Linked DNA regions of Gossypium hirsutum: region 1 is linked to region 2. A link is a contact called in public Hi-C data. All regions are on one chromosome and are shown on one strand. The core of a region is the stretch at or near the end of the contact, and the rest is flanking DNA. Distances in the headings are between cores, read along the strand shown.

The links. A called contact is a pair of places that touch in the nucleus more often than the background predicts.
Region 1: a contact with region 2 is called in a Hi-C map of leaf, with 1.5 times the contacts expected there. The contact joins the promoter of LOC107945296 here to the promoter of LOC107945232 in region 2. A contact is called at or near these places in 10 of 34 Hi-C or Micro-C datasets (anther, callus, hypocotyl and 2 more).

Annotation. Positions count from the first base shown.
Region 1 is chrD12:7,543,292-7,549,161 of Gossypium_hirsutum_v2.1, forward strand. It overlaps LOC107945296 (UDP-N-acetylglucosamine diphosphorylase 2), which reads left to right and starts at 1,624. Exons shown (of 15, transcript XM_016879252.2): 1 at 1,624-2,208; 2 at 2,489-2,543; 3 at 2,647-2,798; 4 at 3,424-3,463; 5 at 3,991-4,083; 6 at 4,165-4,268; 7 at 4,350-4,424; 8 at 4,916-4,955; 9 at 5,070-5,152; 10 at 5,233-5,310; 11 at 5,735-5,870. The coding sequence starts at 1,999.
Region 2 is chrD12:7,400,150-7,405,406 of Gossypium_hirsutum_v2.1, forward strand. LOC107945232 (calmodulin-binding protein 25) reads right to left here and starts at 1,665. Exons shown (of 1, transcript XM_016879155.2): 1 at 652-1,665. The coding sequence starts at 1,382. The coding sequence ends at 723.

The DNA.
Region 1 (5,870 bases), core at 374-2,873, 140 kb after region 2:
TCGCCCGTCAGAGATATTAATTGTGAATATTAATGAGTTAAATTTTGAGCTGGACGCCTTACATACCTCTTAATTCTATATGTGGATCTCACTAAGTTTCCCCTGAACTTATAAGTTTTCTGCTTAAATGCAGGTTATTTAAAGATTTAGAAATTGCTAGGGACCAAGCCAAACTTCTCTAGAAGCAAGGCAAATTTTGAAAACTTGCATGTGTACAAAAGGGCACTTGTAGAGGCTCCGCCCCAGGGTTTTAGTTATCATTTTACGTTTTTTTTCTTTGGTCCAGTAAATTTGTAATTTGTATATGAAAGTGAAGCTTTAAAGTTTTATCACTAGTTAATATAAATTGATTAAGTATGTAATTTAATTTAGAAAAGAAATCTTGTTAAGTCATTCAGGTTATTGTGGCATCCAATACTTGGACTTGACGAACAGGTCGGGTAGAGGGTGTTACAATATGTCTCTTTAGACAAGTTAAAGGTTAGAGAAATGTACTCTGTTGCTATTCCTAAGGCTAAGGGTTTGTTATTGCAGTCCCATTCCATCATCTATCGACTTTGACTTATAAAAGGATTACATTTCTTTCCTTAAGACTTAGATTTTGTCTTCAAAGAAATTAGCTTGTTGCTGAGGATCCACCATCTGTGGTGGTATTGTGGATGAGAAGATAGGTTTCTTTATCAATGGGGAAATGACTCAGTAGTTTCCTCATGTTGTCTTCTATTTAATTTTTATTTACTCGTAATTCTTTGATAATTTTCTCGTTTAATTGATTTATTTCTTGTTTTTATTGTTAGATTTTCTACTGAGTCAAAAGTTTCTCTTCAAGAACTTTTATTTTCTCTTACTTTTTTGTGAATTGTCGAGAATTAATGTTAGGGCTTTGAGAGTTTTGTTCCTTAAGGGTTAAGTAAGGATGGGCTTAGGGGAGGTGGATATGGCTTCTATTTGGATAAGTGGTGTAATACTTGGGTGTCAAGTAGTTTGGGCACATTGCGTAATAAAGATAGTATGGGTTATAAGGTTTATATGGGTCGAAGTGGTGGCTTGTATGAGGTTAAGGTTGCAGTTGTTGGTAGGGTGATTAAGGTTAGTCATTGTTTGTTTGAGTTTGATGTTGTGGATTCTACCTCTAGTCTTCTTCTTTTTTGGCGGGGTATTAGAGTTGGAATGGTCATGTCGTCCACGCTTGTTGCATCAATTATTGATGATAGAAGGTTAAAGGAGGTTGGAGAGGTAGTTTACTTGATAGGTTAAGAGCTACAAGAGATGTTCAAAGAGGTGAAGGAGTTTAGTGTTACTAGGAGAGGAAGAGAGATTGGTAAGTGGATCCATTGACCTTCGAATAGGTATTCAAGAAAAATATTCATAGGCTATGTGCCTTCTCCCTGTTGGCAAACTATCACTATGGCCACATAAAGTAGGTCCTTTTATTAGGTTGAGAATGCAACTTGATATGATATGGTTACAAATTATGTAAATGACAAGTGATAATGATTTTATCAAGTGAAGTGTACAGGCTAACAAAGTAGTATTTTGGTAAGGTGTAATATTTGGTGGAATGGTCCCCTACTCGGACTATGTGTAACGAGTATATAAACATCAAAACATAAACATGTGCTTGAATTAAGTGATGTTATGGTTATTTGACGATAGTGTAATTTCACGGTTCAAGTTGAAGAAAAAAGGAAAAAGAGTAAATTCGCGGTTCACCGAGTTACGGTAAGTGGGGTTGGAAAAAGAGGCATTGAAGGCATTAGCGTTTCACAGGTGTCCACCCTGTAGAAGTTGGTTACCCAGTCAGAGATATTCTTGTCTTCATTTCCACTGTTCCTTTGCCCCTCTCTGTATACCCATTTACATAAACCAAATTCCCTAGTCGCTTGAGCCATACTTCAAACCCAACCCAACCCAACCAAATACCAAAAAACCAGAGATCTAATCTACCATAACAAAAACAATTAACCTTTGTCTGGTTCCCATAGAGACAAATTAAGAATGAGGGAACCAACGATGGTGGTTGGCGCAGACAGCAATGCTGCTGGTGCTGCTGTTGGCGGTGCTGATGGATCACCTCTCCCTCCACCGACGTCTTCACCGCCGCAATCATTAGTCGAGAGGCTCAAGGACTACGGCCAGGAACACGTTTTCGCCCTTTGGGACGAGCTTTCTCCTGATGAACGCCTCCACCTCGTCAAGGATATCCAGGTCATTTCTTTCTAGATCTTTTATCATCATCACAATTCGATATTTGCTTTCAAACATTCTAAAACATCCTTTTTTTTCATTTTTGGTCTCTTGAAAAGATACTACTTTTGTTCCTTCCTTTCAAGTTTTAACTATTATGCCTTTCTTCCACTCCAAGCATTCAATTTCGCTTCTAAATCCTGTAACTTTTGGTTATAGTTCTTCAATTCCAAGCAAATTCAGCTTCGTGAGTCAATTTTAGTTCTTAATTAATAATTCAACTTCGGTTTCCATACTTCAGAGTTTGGATCTTTCGAGAATAGATCGGATCATTCGCTGCTCTCTTCGATCTCAAGGTGCGCCTATATGTAATATAAATTCTTCGATTGCTCTCGTTTTTAGTACACTCTGTTTGGGTTATTTTTTTAATATGATTCTGTTTCTTGGTGGGGCTTTTAGGACTGCCGGTGGCAGCAATAGAGCCAGTTCCCGAGAGTTGCGTGTCCTCTGTAGAGGAGAGAACGATGGAGGAAAGGGAAAGGTGGTGGAAGATGGGATTGAAGGCTATATCGGAAGGCAAATTGGCTGTTTTGCTTCTATCCGGTGGCCAGGTATCATCATCTATCTCCATTTTTTTTTATTAATCTTTTTATAATCTAGATTCAGAGATTTATTACATACAATAGTTAATGATGAGTCTTCATTTTGCTTCTTCTTGATCTAATATATTTTATGCCTCACCTAGAAAGATTTAATGATGCTGTTATCACCAGTTCTTGGCCGAGGAGTTATCTCTTTCCATAATTTTGGAATGATGTTACTTTTGAATGGTTCCCTCATTACTTATTAGACATTCTTTTTTTCTGATAACCAATATGCACATTTATTAATGTAAAAAGCTGGGCCCATAAACTCTTAAAGTGGATAATTGCTGTTTACTAAAGGTTGGTTTGATGTTGCTTTATTGGATGTCCAGTAATGATAATTAGTGATAAAGTTAGGTTAACTTAGAAAGTGGATGCTTCAATATTTTCCTGCAAATAATAATTGTTTAGTTAAAAAGATGCTTTACTAAATTCTATACTCTTTCATTGCTGAAAAAGGGATCTAAATCTGCTTTATAAATTACCCAAATTTTCCAAATAAATAAATAAGATACCCTGTCAAGTAACCCTGTATTATTTCCCTTGTTTTTGATCTTGTGTTTTATCTCCTTGTGATTGAAATGTGCTGCAGGGGACTCGGCTTGGAAGTTCAGATCCCAAGGGATGTTTCAGTGAGTAATTTTTACTCATTGCTGACATGGTTTTGAAAATCTTATGCTGCCTTCAAGTTTCTTTTGATGATGCTTTTCACTAATTTTTGGTGTTGATCAGGACATGTTCAGGGAATGTCCTGTATGGAACTTAAGCAGTTAACCGTGTTTAATGCTTTCCTATCTCACTTTTCTATGTGGCCAAACCCTCTGGATCTGAAATCGTTGTTTAATTCTGAGACATTCCACAAAGTTATATAAAATAGAGGATGATAGGGTTCTTGAAAAGATTTAAGTCTAATGGTTAACACTATAATGTCCTGGCAATGTATGGAATAATCAGAAATATTTTGAAGGAAGTATTTTTCATAATTACAAAGCAATTGAGGAAGAAATAAACAAATTTTCTTGTTAGTTCAAGAAGCTATGAATCTGTTAGATAATTAATGATTATTCGAATAGCTTTAGTTGTTTCATGGTTATTGCTTAAATTTTATTTTTACATATATATAAGTGTTTTTTTTTTTTTTTTTGTATTTTGATTTTAGACATTGGACTTCCTTCTGGGAAGTCACTTTTTCAACTGCAAGCTGAGCGGATTTTGTGTGTTCAAAGATTAGCCGCACAAGCTAAAAATGAGGGTAAACATATTCTCCATCTTCTCTGCATGATTCCGTTTTGCTTGTATGCTATCCTGTTAATTTGATATTTATGAGTTGCAGGCTCAGTGACTATACACTGGTATGTAATGACTAGCCCATTTACTGATGATGCAACACGTAAATTCTTTGAGAGTCATAAATACTTTGGTCTTGAAGCTGATCAAGTAAGATGGTTTCAGATTCTCTGATTTCGTTATGGTCTATCTTTAGTTAATTTTGCTGACTTCAGTCTGGTTGTATTTCAGGTTACCTTTTTCCAGCAAGGCACCCAACCTTGCATTTCAAAGGATGGTAGATATGTCATGGAGACTCCATTCAAGGTGTGGTTTCTTTCCTGAATAAGCCTTGAATTTAGAGTGACATTTCCTTCGGTTGAATAAAATAATGTTCAAGTTGTAATTAACAAGCTCCTCTGTACATATAGTTATATTTGTCCTTAAACAGTTCTTAAACAGTTCTACTTGCTATATGGTGATTTGCATCAGATGTTAATGACTACTATCATAACATCACAACTTCAATTTTGGGTTGAGAATCTTGCAAATGAATGCTGATTGTTGAAAGGCCAAGTAAAATTACCTGTCTGTAAGTTTTAGGAGGAAAAGAGTTACGTCTATTCTGTTGTGTCATGTGTGATTTAACAGCAGTATTCCGGCTACACTATTCTCCTAGAAGTATCCCTTTAGTATTAATACTTAATGGTTTTTCTTTTGGCTGATTTGATATTATTTTATTTCACAATTTGCTTCTTGCTCCAAGTAGAAAACTTTTTCAACTTTGGTGGTTATATGAGTTACTTTTTTTAAGCCAGGTAGCAAAGTCTCCAGATGGGAATGGAGGAGTATATACAGGTATTTTAGAACTAGAGCGGAAATACGTTGTGTTTGCTGTTCAACTAACCCGTGAAGTTACCTGATTTCTTCCATTGTATGAATATTTAATTGGATTCCAAATTTCTTTTTCAGCTCTGAAATCTTCAAGATTGTTAGAGGATATGGCTGCGAGAGGGATTAAATACGTGGATTGCTATGGTGTTGATAATGCATTGGTGAGTCTTTTTGTCTTTATTTTTTGGTTAAAATTTCCATGATGTTCCTTTTTTAGAGAGCCAGTGAGTCTTGACTGCAGGTTCGTGTAGCTGATCCAACTTTCTTGGGATATTTCATTGATAAAGGTGTAGCTGCTGCTGCTAAAGTTGTGAAAAAGGTAGTTAGTGTTCTCAGTTTTCAAGTATATCTGATTTCTGGTTGAATATGCTTTCTTGCTAGTTAATCATGAGCATGCTATTGATGTTGAAAATCCCATTTATCTCTCTGCTTTGTTTTTTTTTTTTTTTAACATATTTTGGAATGGTATGTCTTCCATTTGTTTATTCTTTTGTAGCATGTGTTACATTTACCCTGCTGCTATATTTCAGTCACTCCTCATGTCATGCAAGGTGCTAACAAGCTAATTCTTCCTTGAATTTTACTGCACCTCGTTTATCTGTACTTGAAGAATGCCTATTACATGATGGCATGTTAATGCTTGATATTTTTTTGTGTCAACTTGTGGACCTTGATAATATTATAGACTTTAAGCTTTTCAAGTTTTTTATAATATCTTAATCTCTTCTATAATTTGGTTACAGGCCTATCCCCAGGAAAAGGTTGGTGTTTTTGTAAGGCGTGGTAAAGGCGGGCCACTTACTGTGGTTGAATACAGTGAATTAGATTCATCACTGGCTTCTGCAGTTAACCAGCAAACTGGACGCCTTCGTTTTTGCT
Region 2 (5,257 bases), core at 415-2,914:
AAAGTTTAAGCACCAACATAATACATTAAACAAGGTTAATACATAAAATATATTAACTATTAAAAAAAATAAATTTTATACCATTACATAGCTTACACCACTTACAAAATATACATCTAATTTACGTTTATCGAACATAAAATTACATGAAGTTCCTATATATGTAAAAGAATAGGTAAGACAATTTCAATAACCTCTTATTCTGAGAGTAGTCCTCTTACTTATTTGCATTTAAAAACTCAAATTACTTGAAGAAATTCCAAATTACTTTCTCACAACTCTAAGCTCATCAACAAAAGATAAGTAGCAATAATCTTTGATGCCTCATCTCTTTCACATACTATAAAAACACCATTTTTTAGAAAGTGGATAGAAAATGAGAGAATTAAACTTTGTAAATTTCTTTATAATTTTTATACCTGTTTTTAATATATATCCATATATTGATGTGTGATTTTTTAATAAAATAATCCAAGTTGAATATTTGAAAGAGTAAATGAAAATTTTCAAAATGAATAAGTGGTTAAATCTTTTAATGTATATAATTTCTTGGAGGGTATAGATGTCCAGTTAAAAAATTATAATGTAAGTAACTTTGGGGGGATATGTTTTGCGTTGCTTTGATTATGACAATGTCAAAACACTTGATGATGAAGATGAACAGCCTTCAGATTCAGTGGTTACTTTTATTGACTTTCTCTCTACAACATCTATATAATAATTTAATACAAATCATCTATCACAAACCCTTGCGGAAATAGATCATCATGATCAGTCGACGTGATACTGTCAAAAGAAAACTCGCCTTCTTGTTCTTCATTTGACACTCGCTGTTGGTACTCATCATCATGTTGTTGATGATGATGATGATGTTCATGCTTTTCTTGCGGTTGCAGCAGTTGAGACTTCCAACAATCATTAGTGCCAGGCTGCGGTAATGTTGAAGCATGATCTGAATGACTAGTGTAATTATGGTGGTGGTGGTCGTCGTTCTTTGGATTAACATGGGCAAAATTTATATTGACGGGACCTCTTGGGTTTTTGGCAAATGAAATGGAGGTGCTACGACGGCTACAGCCCGTGAATTGTTGCACCAAGGATCGGAAGTTTTTGGCGTCGGCATTGAGGAGGGTGACGGGTGTCCTCTTTGAAGCTCTAGATCGTCTCCTAATAGACTTTGATATACAGGCCTTGGGGGCCAAGTAGTGGTCAACGGCGGCTGCATATGAAGTGTTGGAGGTTAAGTTGTTCGTGGTGACGGTAACGGCAGTAGCATCGGAGAATCCGAAACAAGCATCAATGGTTTGTTCATACAGTTGCATCCACTCAGAAGAAGAAGAGGTACACAGAGTTCCATTCATGGTTCCAAAGGTGGTGGACATTTGGTTTTTTTCTCTTTGTTTCTCTCCTAGTACTAGTTACTAAGGCTTCCCAATTCCACCACACAAATTCAAGCGGGGTTGTTTAGCTTATATAGTATGAATATAGAGGGAGTTGGTGAGCCTTAATAGTTGTGGAGGGATCGGCCTGGTCAAAGTAACACATCAATTCTTGACCATTCTTTAACGGATCAGAGTGGGGTGACTTATTGCCGAAGGATGCTTACGTTTATGTAATTTCCTGGAAGCAGCCCCTGTTTATGTCAATGAGATCATCATCTCCGAGATTATGAACTCATATGTCTATATATTAATTCTCTCTTATTTCTATACTATTTTGATATTCGATAATTATATATATTTCAATTAAAAACTCTCTATTATTTTTTTCATTCATAATATTTAAACTTAAACCACATCAAATTCCTTACCATTTGATTATCCAACACTTACATACTTATATTAATAAAGATATTATATATAAATGATGCTCTCTCACCTCGTTTCTTGGTCAAAATATTGTTATGAAAACAACTCAACCTCATTTTACTGATTGCTTCATATGTATTCATCTATTATTTTAAAACCATTTGATTATCAATTTGTTAGACTGGGAAAATTAATAATCCCATAAAACACTGTTGCTTCATACTCAATTTTTCTCAATCTCTTTTTCCTTGCGCTAAAAGTTCTTCTATTTAAAAAAAATGATAAACTAGTTCATATACATTAGATTAAAGAGTAATCTAGCCCTCCTGTTAAAATTTCATTCATTTCTACTATTAAAAATTAGTTCATGTGAGTCAACATAAAGTACAAGTGGTATGCAACATGTAATTGTTTGGTTATCCGTTAGCCATGCCAGTTTTTAACCGTAGAAATGGATAAAATTGTTAACAAAAAAGACTAGTTTACTCTTGGATATAACGTATAAGAACTAATTACCCATTTTTTAGTAAAGAATACAAAATACACTTTGACTTAGTACAGGGGCTTCCATAATTTTTTTTTTTACCTTTTTTTACTTCCAATTTAATGGTATTATATAAATATAATACAATCAACCCTCTTTACAACTAACCTCAATTGTATGCTAACATTTAAATTTTAGAATATGTTTGATTTAAAAAATTCAAATTCAAATTTAAAATAAAATTATAATATCTTAATAACATTAATTAGTGAGATTTAGATAGTATATTTAATTATTCTCAAAGAAAAAAGATAGTATCTTTAATAAAATTTATCTTTAATAAAATTTACAAATGTAATTTTATTTATTAAATATTGTTTTTGTAATAAAATATGATAAATATACTTTTATATAAAATTTCAACATTTTATTGAAATAATATGTTAACTGAAAATTATTATTTTAATTCATTTAGGAATAAAATTAATTTGATTAAAATTTGAAATAAAAGATTGTTAATGAGCTAGCCTTTATGGTTGTTATAAATAAAAAAAATTGTTATAAAAAATAAAAATAAAATGTCGATTAAGTCTTAATTCGATTGGTATGAGCATTGTTACCAATGTAGGAGGATGTGGGTCCGAATGCATTGAAACGTATAATCTTCTTATTTATAAATTGAGGAAGAATTATAAACAGTTCTAACTCCATATCATAAATTTAAGACAAATATTTTATAAATATACGATAAAATATGAAAATAAATAAATATTAAACAGACAAATTGCCAAAAACAATTACTACGAAAGTTAATTAGCATTTCACAAATCAAATAACACCTCAAGTCCATATCATAAACTTCACTCGTTCCAGGCTCAAATATATTATATAATTAATATAAGAACGACCTTCAGTTTTGAGTTTTCACTTTTTGCAGTTGATAGGCTAATACTACGGTATTTTAAGCTGTAGAGGATTATTTATTGAACCGTTTTTACTAACCAAAAAGAAAAAACCCCGCTTTTCCTTAAAAAAAAAAATATAAAGCCTTTAACATTGACCATGGCCAACCGCCATGTGCTTATTATTTTATATATTGTACTTGGGAACTTCAAATTTGATAACCCTCATGCAATACATATATATGGTTACAATATTATGTTAACGTTTTCCACCCTGATTTAACATTTTTTTATTAAGTTTATTTATGCCATGTTGTGTTAGAAGGGGGGAAATGCCAAAATGATGAGAAAAAAAAATAAAACACTATCTTTTTTATTTAAGGATAAAAGATAAAAGAAAGAAAAAGCTTAAGGGAAAATTATAAATCTAAATTGAATGAGTGTTTTTCTCTCGTATTTAGTTATAATTATATATGTGTATTTATAGGTTAGGTTACTTGCCTAAACTTGAGGATCCTCTCAATAGGCTATATGTACAACCTCGATCTCCTTTTGCTTCTTTAAGGTCCACCACACCATATTTATTGAGCTTCTCCGTTGGAGCTCGTCCAACAACAACAGGTTGAGCCCGATGAATGACTCCATCAACTATATGGAAAGCATTTGCCATCGCATGTAAAAGTGCGCCTTGATTTGGCATATTATACCCTGCAACACCCAGGCTTGTCAGTACTCCTCACATCAGCCATCTCGAGGTTATTTTCATCCCTGGCTTCCTCCTCAATTTGAGGTAGAGGAGATGCATGACTCTTAATCTCATCATCCACACTATACCAAGAATCAGAGGACATCTCGATCTATTCACAACAAAAAAGAGCAACATGAAAGCCTCAATGCATTATGGAAACACAATACAAAATCTTAATGACATGTACACTAGACTCACTATTATAATGAATTCAAATCAAACCTAGGAGCGACTAAACTAGGCTCTAAAATACCACTAAATATACCACCCCTTACCCAGTTTGGAAGCTCAACCAAATAAAGAATGCAACGGTCATCACCGAAGCAAAATATATATCAATCATACAACAATATTTTTTTAAATATGAGTTAATAACATGCAATTAATCATTTTAAGCAACAAAAAATCATTACAAGCAAAAAATGGGCTTAAATGGGGTTTAAAACATTAAAGTTGAGCCCAAAATTCAAAATCTAAGAGCTAGATCTCAATACTTAAGCCAATGTATCGAAACAAATTCTGTTGTCTCGAGGCACAAGGTTTATGTCTTGAGACTTGCCTCATTAAAGCTAATTTAGCTATTGTTTCAGAATATCTCAAGACGATGAGCCATGTCTCGAGACTTAGCCCACCAAGTCTCAAGGTATGCACCTAGACATGCATGCTCAACCCAATTTTTGTTATCTTGTCTCGAGACATGATTGTCCTGTCTTGATACGCAAGCCCATAAATGCAGGAAAACAAGTCTTTAAGCTATCCAACCATGCTTTAAAATGTACCTAAACATGTTAGACAACATACCAAAGTTATACCTATAATATCCCAAATACCTCTTGAGTCAGGAATGGTATTAAAATTAGGAACATATGTGTGTGAATAGGCGGAGGGAATAAAATTGAAATTACCAGTGTTTAAAGTGAAAGTGATATTTAAGGTAATTGAAAAGACTCATTGAGAGAAATAAATCCGGGGTATAGATTAAATTGTAAGAGAACAAAAAGTGTTGGGGCAAGAGTGTGAAAATTAAAAGTATAAATGGTTAAATTGAAGAAAAGAGAAAAAAGGAAAGATTAGAAGAGTAAATATACTATGAGAACGATAAGAATCATGGATGGAATTGTAGAGAAAGTTGAGCAAAATGGTCTTTTCTTAAATAGATTTTTAAAAAAAAAGTTAATTATTAAATTAATTAGATATTTTGGGTAGAAAATGTAGAAAACTCAGCATCTTTCCATTCTCACGCCACCCTTCTCTCTTCACCCTTTCAACTTTTGTTTTTATTACATTTAGGTCTTTTTCACCATTTTCACCCATT